Linked DNA regions of Macaca mulatta: region 2 is linked to region 1. A link is a contact called in public Hi-C data. All regions are on one chromosome and are shown on one strand. The core of a region is the stretch at or near the end of the contact, and the rest is flanking DNA. Distances in the headings are between cores, read along the strand shown.

Region 1 (7,297 bases), core at 4,724-7,223:
CTGGAAACAAATATCAAACCATGTAAATTATTTATTGAGAAATGACCATTTTAAAAAGAAAAAAGTTAATGTTCACAACATATACATTAATTTTAAAAGGACAACATTTAAAAGACAGTAATAAATATGTTTTTGCTTCAATAGTTCATATAGTTATATATTTACTTTATTTTTTATTATTATTTTCTTTAGAGACAGGTCTCCTCTTTCACCCAGACTGGAGTATAGTGGCCCAATCATAGCTTACTGCAGCTTCGAACTCCTGGGCCAAAGCCATCCTCCTTCCTCAGCCTCTTGAGTAGCTGGCACTACAGGTGCACACCACTATGTCCAGCAATTTTTTTTTTTTTTTTTTTTTTTTTGGTATAAGCAAGGTCTCACTATGTTGCCCAGGGTGACCTCAAACTCTTAGGCTCAAGCAATCCTCCTGCCTCAGCCTCCCAAAATACTGGGATTATAGGCATGAGCCACCTCACCCAGCCAACTTCATACATTTATACATGAAACAAAGATTTTCCAACTACTATTATGTGCTAGATAGCTTGGTTGGCACTAGGGATACAAAGATGAATAAAACAAATTCCTCAGTCTCCAGAAGTGCACAGTCTGCTAGAGTAATAATAAATCATAAAAATACAATGTAATGGGAGTGTCCATTTGTACAACTATTTTGGAGAACAATTTGCAAAGCCCAGTAGGAAAGAAGATAGACATACACTGCAATGCAGCAATTTAATATACAGAGTCAAGAATGTTTGTTAATACTACGAAAGTGGAAATAACCTCACTGTCCATCAATAGAAAAATTAGTAAATAAGCTCTGATTTATACAAACAATGGAGTTTAAACAAATGAATAAGATGTGTCAGCTGTGCGAGGTGGCTCATGCCTGTAATCCAACACTTTGAGATCACTTGAGGCCAGGAGTTCAAGACCAGCCTGGCCAACATAATGAAACCCTGTCTCTGCTAAAAAATACAAAAAATTAGCCAGGCATGGTGGCCTGTAGTCCCAGCTACTCAGAGGCTGAGGCAGGAGAATTGCTTGAACCCGGGAGGAGAAGGTTGTAGTGGGTTGAGATCACACCACTGCACACCAGCCTGGGTGACAGAGCCAGACTCTATCTCAAAAAAAAATTGGCTCATTGGGCAATTGCTCAAGTAAGAGCACTCATCAGGGAGTTAAAAAAAAGAAAAAAGAGAATATGGAGTAGGGGAGTAAGGAGGAGTAGTCATAAAATCATAAAAGCATATGGGCCAGGCACAGTGACTCATACCTATAATCCCAGCACTTTGGGAGGCTGAGGCAGGAGGAACTCTTGAGCCCAGGAGTTTGAGACCAGCCTGGGCAACATAGTGAGACCCTGTCTCTACAAAAAAAAAATCAAAAAATTTGCCAGGCATGGTGGCAGGTGCCTATGGCCCCAGCTGTTCAGAAGGCTGAGGTGGGAGGATTGCCTGAGCCTGGGAGGTCAAGACTGCAGTAAGCCACGATCACGCTACAGCACTCCAGCCTGGCCGGCAAAGCAAAACCCTGTCTCAAACAAACACCACCACCACCAAAAAAAAAAAAAACAGCGTATGGTGAACCAGGATCCTTAAATACCTCTGCTGCTGCTGCTGCTGCTCCACATAAGCTTGAGGTTCTTTTCTTTTCTTTTCTTTTCTTTCCTTTTTGAGACAGAGTCTCACTCTGTCGCCCAGGCTCCAGTGTAGTGACACGATCTCGGCTCACTGCAACCTCTACCTCCCAGGTTCAAGCGATTTTCCTGCCTCAGCCTCCCGAGTAGCTGGGATTACAAGCATGTACCACCTCACCCGGCTAATTTTTATATTTTTAGTAGAGATGGGGTTTCACCACGTTGGCCAGGCTGGTCACAAACTCCTGATGTCACGTGATCAGCCCGCCTCAGCCTCCCAAAGTGCTAGGATTACAGGCATGAGCCACTGCACCTGGCCAAACTTGAGGTTCTTAAACCCTATAAATAACCATTGCCATGGGGGAAGCCCCTAACCATGATGCTACTGATTTGAGGCTCTCTGGAGAAAGAAATTCGTAAACATGAGAGGGTAGAGAGGACCTCCTCCACCTGAAGTATATCCAGCAACCTCCAGAAAGAGAGGGAGAAACCAACAAACCTGGATAGAAGGGAAGGAAACATACAACAGCAAAAAAATAAAACAAAAAAAACTGAAACTGAAGTCCATAAATTGATCTAATAAAACATACAGAATTTATTAAAATAATTTATATAATAAAAGATAAAAGACTGGCTTTTGTGCCTCTACAACATAGGTTCTAAGTTAACTTCAACATCTGCTAAAATGCAGCAAATGGCAAATCTTCATGGCTTTAATCAATATTGGGTCTCAAATTACAGTTATAACTGGAGATCCCACTAAATTTAAACAAGGTATCCCCTACAATCTTAGGAGTTATTCAACAAAAAATAGACAACAAATAGGTATGCCTCATTTTAACCATCCGAACTATTCCTTTGCCTAAATACTCCACTGATCGTGGTATACATTGCTCTAAAATATCCTATTGTGGCCACGGACACTCTGTCCCAATTAGTAATAAACTAAATTTAAATCAAGTCTTTAGAGCTTACAAATTGACTTTCAACGAAGTGGGACCACAGGCTGGGTATGTTGGCTCACACGTATAATCCCAACACTTTGGTAGACTGAGGCAGGGGGATCACTTGAGGCCAAGAGCATGGAGAACAAGCTGGGCAATATAGCAAGGACCCCCCTCTACAAAATGTTTAAAGATTAGTCTGGCATAGCGGCACACACATGTAGTCCTAGCTACTTGGGAGGCTGAGGTGGGAGGATTGCCTGAGTCCAAGAGCTGGAGATCACAGTAAGTTGTGATTGAACCATTTTACTCCAGCCCAGGTGACAGAGCAAGACTCTGTCTCAAAACAAACAAAACAGTGAGACCCTGTGGACCGCCACTCTCAATGCCCAGTTAAAATTATACAATCCAATATAAAACAAAACAGGGCCTTCAAAGACTGAAACTTGTTATGTAAGACCTACTTCGGCCGGGCACGGTGGCTCACACCTGTTATCCCAGCACTTTGGGAGGCCAAGCCGGGCGGATCACAAGGTCAGGAGTTCGAGACCAGCCTGACCAACATGGTTAAACCCCCATCTCTACTAAAAAAAAAATACAAAAATTAGCCGGGCGTGGTGGTACGTGCCTGTAATCTCAGCTACTTGGGAGGTTGAGGCAGGAGAATTGCTTGAACCCAGGTGGTGGAGGTTGCAGTGAGGGGAGACCATGCCACTACACTCCAGCCTGGGCAACAGTGCGAGACTCCATCTCACCAAAAAAAAAAAAAAAAAAAAAAGAAAGAAAAAAAAAACCACCTACTTCGTGAGAAAGTAACTATTCCTACTGCTTCTCCATTTAACAGCCCAATTTGGCCTGTTAAACTTGGTAAGAATGAATGGTGCCTCATGGTTCATTACCACATCCTCCATGATGTCATTTTACCCAGGAAGGCCCCTATACCCAATATTATTGAAATTACTGACTATTCAGTCCACAACTAGTAAATATTTTGCTGTGATAGATTTGGCTAATATGTTCTGTTCAGTGTCTCTTTCAACACCTCCTCAGCCATAGTTGGTCTTCACCTCCAGAGAGACACAATATCTCTTTAGCTGGCTAACCACAGAGTACACAGTCTTGCCCTCATACGCAACCTTTACAGGAAAAATCTTAATTGCACCAAATTTTCCCCAGGAGCACAAGTATAACATTCCATTGATGACATCCTCCTCTGAGGACAGTCTTTTGACACACTCACAAAGGAGCTCACAAAAGGAGGATGGGCCATTGCGCCACACATAGTGTAAGGCCTACCACCTTGGTTAAATTTCTGAAAATTATTTGGTCTCTGTCACCCAGGCTGGAGTGCAATGGCACAAACAGGGGTTACTGCAGTCTCAACCTCCTGTGCTCAAGTGATCTTCCTATCTCAGCCTCCCAAATGGCTAGGACTACAGGTGCCACACAACCATGCCTGGTTAATTTTTCTTTTTCTTTTTTTTTTTTTTGTAGATACAGGGTCTTGCTATGTTGCCCAGGCTAGTCTCAAATTCCTGTCCTCAAGAGATACTTCTTTCTTCCTTGACCTCCCAAAGTGCTAGAAGTACAGGCATGAGCCACTGCACTGGGCCACAATGGCTTACTTAAAGTCAAATTCAAATTCAGATGGTTCATGTCAGTCATCAAACATCAAGGGTAAATTATTACCAGTCTCAGTCTACTTTGTTTGCCTCACCCCTCCCTCCTCCTCTTCTGTACCTCATCTGGGTAAGTGATAAGAAAGCCTGGGTGCTCCTTCCTTCATCTTGGGTGAGAAATTCAAGCAATCCCCTGTCTGCATACTGGACCTCTCACCCTGGCCCCACTCCCTAACCCTAACCAGAAAAAAAGACATGGAGCCAGTTTTTTCCTGAGGCTCTCTGAAGCCATTTGGGTGCTGCTTGAGAGGCCTGCCTTGCTCTCCCCAGAGACCTTAATTATGTAAGTAAAAGATTTTTTCAGGGCCGGGAGCGGTGGTGGCTCAAGCCTGTAATCCCAGCACTTTGGGAGGCCGAGGCGGACGGTTCACGAGGTCAGGAGATCGAGACCATCCTGGCTAACACGGTGAAACCCCGTCTCTACTAAAAACACAAAAAATTAGCCAGGCGTGGTGGCGGGCGCCTGTAGTCCCAGCTACTGGGGAGGCTGAGGCAGGAGAATGGCGTGAACCCGGGAGGCAGAGCTTGCAGTGAGCCGAGATGGCACCACTGCACTCCAGCCTCATGGTGTGTGTGTGGCATCATCAGTTTCTACACCTGAATCAACTTTGGGGTGGGGGTCCATTCTGGCTTTCTGGGGTGGCTACAATAGATTCCTGTCTCTCTGCCTTATTACCCGTGTGGTCCTTAGCAAAGTCAATCTCTGTACGTCTGTTCCTTAACTCTACAATAGAGGAAATAATTTTATCTCTAGTCTAGACAATAAGCTTATTGAGAGCAGGGATCATGTCTATGTTAATCACCATCTAATCCCGAACACCCAGTGCCAGGGACATAATTGAATCAGTGACTGATTGGGTTCATGAATATCCAGCTTGACTATTTCATAGTAATGTTTTTCAAATCAAGTGAAGTAACACACTCATTCACTTGTTCATTCAACAATTATTTGTGTACCTCCACCAATCTGTAAACCACAATGCTTTTCAAAAGATATAGCACTGACCGCAGTTCTCGAAAAGTAAAATATATACACACAAACCAATGTAGCAGGAGGTGTTCAGAATCGCAGGCGCCCCTCCAATAAAAGCGGGGTTTCATCCTGAATATTAATAAGAACGCTTTTGTCAAGTAAGGTAGTAAACAAATGACAAAACTAGACTAGTTGAAATCAAAACTTGGCTGACAGCACAGTGATTTAAACTATCCGGACGCTTGTAACAGGGCTGAGAATGAAAAGAAGGGGACGAGGCTGGAAAAACGTGACACTGGGTCAGAATCACGACCATGGGGCCTGACCCAAGGGGCCTGGGACTGAGACATCCGCACCAGGACATTTCGGGATCAAATTCAAGCCCTCAAAGCCCACAGGGAAGCAGATGTCCCCACCACCGCCCGTAGGGAAAGCGCTCGCAGAGGCACTGGAAACCGTTTCCTGCGTAACAACTTTCCACATTACTCCCAAGAGCACGAAGGAAAGGGAAGGGAGGAATTAACTGTAATCTGAGAAGGTTCAAGCAATCCCCGTGAGAAAAAGTCGGGTAAAGCCACCGATGGGAACCTACCCCAGCGAGGCCCGCTTACCTGGCGGACAGTAGGAGCGCCCTCCATCGCGGCTCCCTGCGCCGCCGCGGCACCGCCCCGCGCCCACCTCCAGCGCGAGCTGCGAGCTACGGACTCCGCGCGCCTTCTCCGCCGGCCCTCCGAGTACTTCCAGCCGCAGCTCCTTGCGCCCTCCGGCGGCCGTGAAGGACTCCTGACGAGGGTGTTACTGGGTTAGCCTGGAGGCTTGTCTTTCTAGGGGTCACAAGGAGCCTTACCTATTCCCAACCACAAACTCCTGTGCCTCCCAGGAAATGGCGTACCCTGCCCCGATGTAGGAAAACGTGAATTGCTCGGGAAACTTTTTTTTTTTTTTTGAGACGGAGTTTCTCTCTTGTTGCTCAGGCTGGATGGAGTGCCAAGGCTAACTGCAACCTCCGCCTCCCAGTTCAAGCGATTCCCCTGCCTCAGCCTCCCGAGTAGCTGTGATTACAGGCGCCTGCTACCACGGCCGGCTAATTTTTATATTTTTAGTAGAGACGAGGTTTCACCATGTCGGTCAGGCTGGTCTCGAACTCCCTACCTTAGGCAATCCGCTCGCCTCGGCCTCCCAAAGTGCTGGGATTACAGGCGTGAGCCACCGTGCCAGGCCAGGAAACTCTTGGTCCTTCCAATAAAGGATTGAAATTACTGATTAACTGCTGTAAGTATTGCAGATTCTTGGTTCTGTAAACTAAAAATAAAATGCTAAGACTCCCTACAGCCATCTAAATGGACCTCTCCTCTTGGCCAAGAGCATTCCAGATTTAACCTGAAAATCTAGTTCAGGCCATGATAAAAGAGGGGATTGGACGTGCCTTATTAACATCAACACAGACCTTAAGTCTGATAAGAAATATTTATCATCTATTCCCTCGGAAGCCTGCTACTTGGAGGCTGCATCTGCGTGATAAAACCTTGGTCTCTACAACCCCTTATTGTAACCCAGACATTCCTTTCTACTGTTCCTAACTTTTTTTTTTCTTTTGAGACAGGTTCTGGTTCTGTTATCTCAGCTGGAGTGCGGTGGTGCAATCTCTGCTCACTGCAACCTCCACCTCCCAGAGTCAACCAATCCTCACACCTCAGCCTCTCGAGTAGCTGGGACTACTGGCGCGTGCCACCATGCTTAACTACTTGTTTGTTTGTTTGTTGAGATAGGTTTTCGCCATGTTGCCCAGACTGGTCTTGAACTCCTGGACTCAAGCAGTCTGCCCGCTTCGGCCTCCCAAAGTGCTGGGATTACACGTGCGAGCAACAGCTCCCGGTCAATAATAACTCTTTCAACCAATTGCAAATCAGAAAAATTGTAAATGTACCAATGACCTGAAAGCCCCCCCTTCTCCCCCTTGGAGTTGTCTCCCCTTCCAGATTGAAACAATGTAAATCTTACATGTGTTGATTGATGTATTAGGTCTGCCCAAAATATATAAAAGCAAGCTGTACCCCAACCA
Region 2 (6,742 bases), core at 17-2,516, 91 kb after region 1:
ACTGCAGACCCTGTGAAATGGCTGAAACGATCTGCTACCCGAAGCCCCAAAGGCTCTGAGTAGGGAACCATAATGGCCGCACTCACTTCCAACCCTGGGAAAGGTGGACATCTCAAACCCCAAGGAGCGGGAACGACCACAGTTGGGGGAGCGGGGGTTAAGGAGAAAGGAGCTCCTTGCCGGTGCAGGGTGACAGCGGGGAGGAAGCCTCAGGCAGGGAGGTCGCCGTTCACACTCTCCCTTCTCTCCCCTCTGCCTCCTTCCACCCCCTCTATCCCCACCACTCGCCAGTTACCGGCCGCCGCTCACCTGCTGGGGCGCGAGGTGCAGAGACCGTACCGACCGAGGACCGAGAGGCTCTGTCACCACGGGGGGAAGTCCTCAGCTGCACAGGGTTGGGAGGGGCGGGCCCAACCAGTCACGTGACGTCGAGCTCCGCCCTGCCTCCCCCATCCCGGCGCGCTACATCTCGGGGGGCTTGTATTTTTACGTATCCCTTGAATATTAATCTTCTTGAATTAAAGAAATAAAAGATAAATTTTCACAAGGACTATGTTGTAAAGTACAATGTGGAAAATGTGGACAGCAAGAGTTAGAGCGCATTGCTAAGGAAGTGACGTTCACGCCACGATCGAGGGACAGGAAATGGCGGTGGGGTTCCGTCCCTCTGGAGTTCGCCGGTAAAATTCCAGGCTCTGAGGTTTGGGCCAATCACGTGATCTCAAAACTTGAGGCGTGCTGGAGGGTAGCCAATCTATCCGGCCGATTGTTAACCACGTTTGCTTTAAAACACCTAACTTACTTGAGCTTTACACAGATTTCTTTACATTTGGAAGAACCAGCTTTATAAAACTCTACTAGGAGGCAAGTGCGTTTGAAGGTCACTCTGGAGACCACAAACCGGGAAGAACAGGGCCGAGAAAACCAATCTTGCGGATATGGGATAGAAGAGGGAGGGGTGGAAAAATCTGGATTTTACCGCCAGGGCTTACCGAGCCAGCCCCACAAGCAGTGTCGTAAGGGGGTGGGAAGGAGGAGCATGACGCCAGAAGGCACAGTCCGGGAGAAAGATGGACGTTCCGGAGTGGAGGGGGCAGGGTGCGCGGAGGCTGGCAGTACGACTGCGCGCGAGGCGGCTGACGCGCCGGCGCGCGAGGGGCGGGGTGAAAGGTCACAGCGCGGCAGCGGGTCTGGCTGGCGGCAGCGGCGGGAGGGAGCTGAGAGACCCGAGTGCACGTGTGGAGTAGCGGCAGCACTAGCACGGCGGCGGGAGACACTCCCGCCCCCACCAGACTCAAGCCCTCACTCGACTCTCGCGGCCTTCGTTGCTCGCCCAGCTCCCTGCCCAGGCTAGGAGGCCGGCTTGCGGGGTTGAGTGGCCCGAGCTGAGGGCGCGGAGACCTGAGGGCGGCGACTACGACGGCGTTGATATCGGTGGTAACGACGGCCTCAGCAGGCGGGGAAGATGAAAGGGTGAGGAAGGGCAGCCGGGCAGGGCCCGGCCGGCGGGGTAGAAGGGCCCGGGCCCATGTAGAGGGGGAGAGCTGCGAAGGCGAGGAGAGATTCAGGGCGAAGACCGGCGGAGGGAGATTTCTCGCCTTCTCAGTTTCCTCGGTTCCCGGAGGGGGCGGAGGCGAGGCTTGGGCTGTTGGCGGGCTGAAGGGCCAGCGGAGGCAAGACCCGGTGGCTTCAGGGTTTCGGTTCGGAGGACGATTGTGGGTTGAGTGGAGAGAAGCAGCTGAGTGGGGCAACATGGAAAGGCTATTATGAGGCGCCCGGGGCCTCCTTCCCGGGAGCGGACCTCTGAGCCACGCCGGCCCGCCGCTCCAGGTGGAGTGGTTTGGTTGTCTTCCACCTCCAGACTCCACTCTGGAACTGCGGTGTTTGACACCTTTCAGTTTTATTCACGCTTGGGAGCTGTGCAGAACCTTCTGGAGGAAGAAGAAATTGGAATAAAGAGCACGGGGATGAATATTAAGAGCTAGTGACTCAACTAGATTTGGGTTGGGTCACAGCGAGTGGAGGAGGGGGAGAGAGCGCGATCGCTGTAGACTTGGGGTGCCAACATGTTTAAGGAAGTATAGGGTGGATCAGTAGGTGGAGCTATTGCTTCAGTGGTTCACTATTGCCCCTGAGTGCTGATGCGGTCCTGGGTAGTTTTACCACGCTGCTCCTTTCAGGTGATTGGCAAAGTTAATGTTCGGTCTGTCATCGTTTGCCTCTTAGGTAAAATCAGGAATTATTTTGGACCGACTGTTTAAATTTTTATGAAATGTCTCCTTACCATTAAGTTGTATAGTTTTAATATATTAATTACATAACATTTTTCCGAAGCATTGCATCAGTAAGCCGTTTTGGAACTTGTCTTTACCCTCAAAGAAATGAAGCTCGTAAACGTGAAAAGCTCTCTGCGATGCCGTAGTTTGTTGTTTCTGTAAATCGATTAAGAAATCGTAACTATGTTTTAAGTTAACGAAGTCATTCCAACTATTCAACAGCCCTTTTGAGGATGAAATAAAAGTCACTTTCATCGTAATCTCATACATCCCCAAACAAGGACCTAAATAATATCTCTCTGTATCGGTGTTTGAGGTTCCTGAAGAGATTCAAAGAAAGTTTAATTTGGTCTTAGGTCTGTAACATGTTTCCTTACTCTTAATTTTCCTTTAAATACTGTATATTTATTCTAATGTTGAGTTGTATGTTTTGTATTAAGAATCTTTAAAGTTTAAGAACCGTGAACTATTCACAATACCTGCATTGTTTCACATCAAGTTCTAAAGAGTTCCAGTTGGGGAAATAAAATTGACGGGTATAAGAAGTATTTGCCCCACTGGAATCATGATCTGGGAAGTTCGGCTATTTCAGATGACAATCCAACATATTTGGAGAATGTTGTTTTTCTGCTATACTGCACTTCTTTTTCTTCTCTTCTTTTTTTTTTTTTTTTAAATGAGACAGGGTCTCGCTCTGTTGCCCAGGCCGGAGTGCAGTGGCACGACCTCGGTCCACTGCAACCTCTGCCTCCCAAGCTCAAGCAGTCCCCGCTCCTTAGCCTCCCGAGTTGTTGGGACCACAGGCGCGTGCCACCACGCCTGGCTAATTTTTGAATATTTTGTAGAGACGGGGGTCTGACTGTGTTGGCCAGGCTGGTCTCAAACTCCTGCTCAAGTGATCCACCTACGTCTGCCTCCCAAAGTGCTGGGATTACAGGCGTGAGCCACCAAGGGTGGTATATACTGCACTTCTTGAGCATAGCTGCTGACTCTTACTCATTTTTGTACTCATTGTCAGGCACTCAATACTTATTTGTCATGTTCTGTTAAGAAAAACGAGGCTGAAGAGTTCCCAGTGTTGAAATTGCCATGGATTTACAAAGGGGGCTGCCAGGAAATTATTCTGTATGTTTCGATCCAAAATCTTCAATCTAGTTCAGACTCTATAGGGTGTGATGTTCTTTCTGATACCTAACTTGGCGATAGAAATGGAGCTGAACAGTCATATTATTCACAATCTACCTTTAATTAGTATATTCATGGAGCAATTATCTCTGTTTAAAATGGATATTTACATGTAACCTGATGAAGGCAGATCCCTAGAAATGGGTAACTGGCCGAATTTAGAGGAAACTTAAAATTATTGAATCTGTACCTTTATGCCAGTAACTATGCCTGTGAAGTTCTTAATACTTCTTATGATTGGGAGCTTAGAATTTTATTCTTTACTGTAAACCTTTAAGATGATTTCACAGGAATAATCCCTTTAACTTAACAAATGAACTCTCAGGTGAGATGAAACTTTTTAATTTTTTTTACTTCTAAGTCTGTATTTAAGACACTCAACAAATGAGTTGTGTGAACCTTGTGTTTGGATACCGAACCTACAACAGTATAGGTTTAAAATAAGTTAAGCGCCTTCAGTTCCAAAACTTGTACCACCGTGCACAGTGTGGTCAGTTTTATAGTCCTGACTCTTAATGTGGAATGACCTGTAAAAATGAAACAGTGGTCCTGATTGTGTGGCTTTTGTATGGAATTTTATTTGCTAAGTGTTCTGTTGTATATTGAGCTAAGTAAACAGTAAATTGAAATATCTAAAATTGGAAACTGCAGAAGTCCCAACACAAAACCAGTTAAATATTTAAAATTGTACACTGTTGCCTATATTGCCTATCATATTGAAACTTAAAACGTACCTGGTTTTTCTTCATATTTTTACTATGAGTATTTTTATTAGTAGTAGCAGTAGGACTTTCCATTGTATTGGCATGTCTTTCCTCCATAGAAGATAAATTTCTGGTTATTAACTACTGTATGTAATTTATATGCACATCTAGAAGTTTGAGATATACTGGGAGATGTTACTTCCTTTTGAGGTTGGCTGTTTTTGTGAACCAGGGACATTGTAGTTTGAATTTGTGGGTGGCATTTTTATCTCCTCTTTTCTAGGGAAGGTGATTTCAAGCAAGAAGGTATGCCACAGATAACCATGAATGAGGTGGCAATCTAATTAGGCAGTGTAATGGAAAGTATAATAAAACCAAATCATTTAGCCTTCAATTGTAGTAAAGAGATGCAAATTAGTCCTAATAAAAAATGTCTTTAACAAAATATGAGTACGTGACTAAGATGGGAAAGTAGGTAGCAGTAATATAAATATGGAACAGTGCAGATTACTAATTGGAATAGTAAAGGGAGCCATTTTACCAAATAAAATTAAAATGTAGGATTCTGCAGTCAGAAACAAAACTTTAAGAACTCAGAACAGTGGTTACCTCTGACAGCATATGGACTGGGAAGAGGCAGAAGGAATATTTCTAGCATCTCAGCATAGTGAGACCTCGTCTCTACAAACAATAAATCAGGCAGGAGAATCGCCTGAACCTGGGAGGTGGAGGTTGTAGTGAGCTAAGATCACGCCACTGCATTCCTGCCTGGGCAACAGAACAAGACTGTCTTAAAAAAAAAAAAAAAAAAAAATCAGCCAGGCATGGTGGTGCAAGTCTGTAGTTCCAGCTACTTGGGAGGCTGAGGCAGGAGGATCACTTGAGCCCAGCAGTTCAAGGCTGCAGAGAGCCATGATCTTGTCACAACATTTCAGCCTGGGCAACAGAGCGAAACCTAGTCTTGAAAAAAAAAACGAAAAACTTTTTTTAAAGGTTGTATTGCTGTTTTGTTTTTCAGCAAAACCAAAAGCTAGTCAGGCTGATGTAGCATTTGACACCTTTTGTAAACCTACAGTTTATACTCGTTCCTTCTGTGAAACAAATAATTTGTGGTTTGTTGATTGAGATAGTGAATTTTAACAAAAACTTTGTAATGTGCCCTTGTGTTGAGATGAATTCATATAAAATATAACCTGCTTACACCGTAAGTTTTTTTTAATCAATGTACTGTCGTCTCCAATAAAAGAAAAATAAAAGGGAAGTAAATCATAATAAAATTTATTTCAGTATTTAATGATGTGGCACAACTATACCATAGTTGTATAGTTAAACAAAGCATCAGATCAAGTGTTTTCATCTATCTGTAAATAGAATCATTGTGTAATTTAGCAGTATAACTGCTGCCTATACAGTTGTGTGCATTGTTGACTCATGTGTTGCCATTAGTGGTGTGATTTCTTCCTGAAATTGCATACAACTCTTAGTAAAGCTCTAAACAAAGAATAATCAATACTTTCTGGGTTGGAAAAGATTTTTAAAAGTCACTTAGTCCAAGCACTCATCTTATTGAATCAAGATATATTCCCTGTTTATCATAATTTCAAAGATCCTGACTTCTGTTATGTGAATATTACTGCACATATCAGTAGAATGGGAACTATTATTGGCCTAAATTATATATTTCCTGTTACTGCAATTTATGGTCAAATTAATTTTACATTATTGGACATTATCTGTATTGTCAATTAAAATCTCTTTCTAAATCTTATAAAGCTCTGCCCAGACCAAACTAATATCTGTGTTAAATTTTACTTCGCCACATCCTCCATTTTGGCCTGTGGAAATCTTTTTGACTCCTGATTTTTTCTTCCAGGTACTCCCTATGGCTTTCAGCCGTGTGACATCTGAAGAGATACTCTTTCTCAATTATTCAAATGATTGGCCTTTTTTTAAAGGAAGCCTGCAGTAACCAGTAGAATACCAGTAGTAACCCAGTAGAAACATTCTTCCCATCGCGAACATGAGAGTTATATTTAAGTCTGTTCAATGCCTAACTTAATGGCAAAATGTTATTGTTCTGTCTACTACAGTCATGACTAGCTACAATTGGCAATTGAACAGTTAAAATGTACCTTGTGGTCTATGGCACAGTTGCCATTTCCTGCGTAAGATGGCTGTAGTCTGTGTGTTGACCTGGAGCAGGAATGCTGGGTAGCTGATTTGTTTCACTGTTTCCCAACATGTAGTAATGTTCATGTTTTGAAGCCAAATTGTGTGTATTTCTTTGATTATCCTTCATTCAAGTATAGTCATCCACATCATTTTCTGAAAACATCTAATGCTGTATGTGGACAGGTTCAGTTCAGACTCTCAGACAGGGAAGAAAGGATTAGAGAAGTAACTGTTAATGTTATGTAAAAGAAGGAGATACAGTGTCTCAGTTTGATAACATCTGTGAAGTTCAAAGTGATAAAGTTTCTCTGTTACCATCACTAGTCCTTATGATGGAGTCATTGAAAACTCTACTATAGTCTAGATGATATTGCCTATGTGGGGAAGCCATTAGTAGAAATAGAA

What was found. A called contact is a pair of places that touch in the nucleus more often than the background predicts.
Region 2: a contact with region 1 is called in a Hi-C map of fetal cortex germinal zone, with 2.2 times the contacts expected there. The contact joins the promoter of NAA50 here to the promoter of GRAMD1C in region 1. A contact is called at or near these places in 2 of 14 Hi-C or Micro-C datasets (fetal cortex germinal zone and liver).

What each region holds. Positions count from the first base shown.
Region 1 is chr2:169,884,299-169,891,595 of T2T-MMU8v2.0, forward strand. It overlaps GRAMD1C (GRAM domain containing 1C), which reads right to left and starts at 5,974. Exons shown (of 19, transcript XM_077993914.1): 1 at 5,847-5,974. The coding sequence starts at 5,873.
Region 2 is chr2:169,979,928-169,986,669 of T2T-MMU8v2.0, forward strand. NAA50 (N-alpha-acetyltransferase 50, NatE catalytic subunit) reads left to right here and starts at 1,267. Exons shown (of 5, transcript NM_001261371.2): 1 at 1,267-1,473. The coding sequence starts at 1,466. ATP6V1A (ATPase H+ transporting V1 subunit A) reads right to left here and starts at 359. Exons shown (of 15, transcript NM_001260658.1): 1 at 310-359.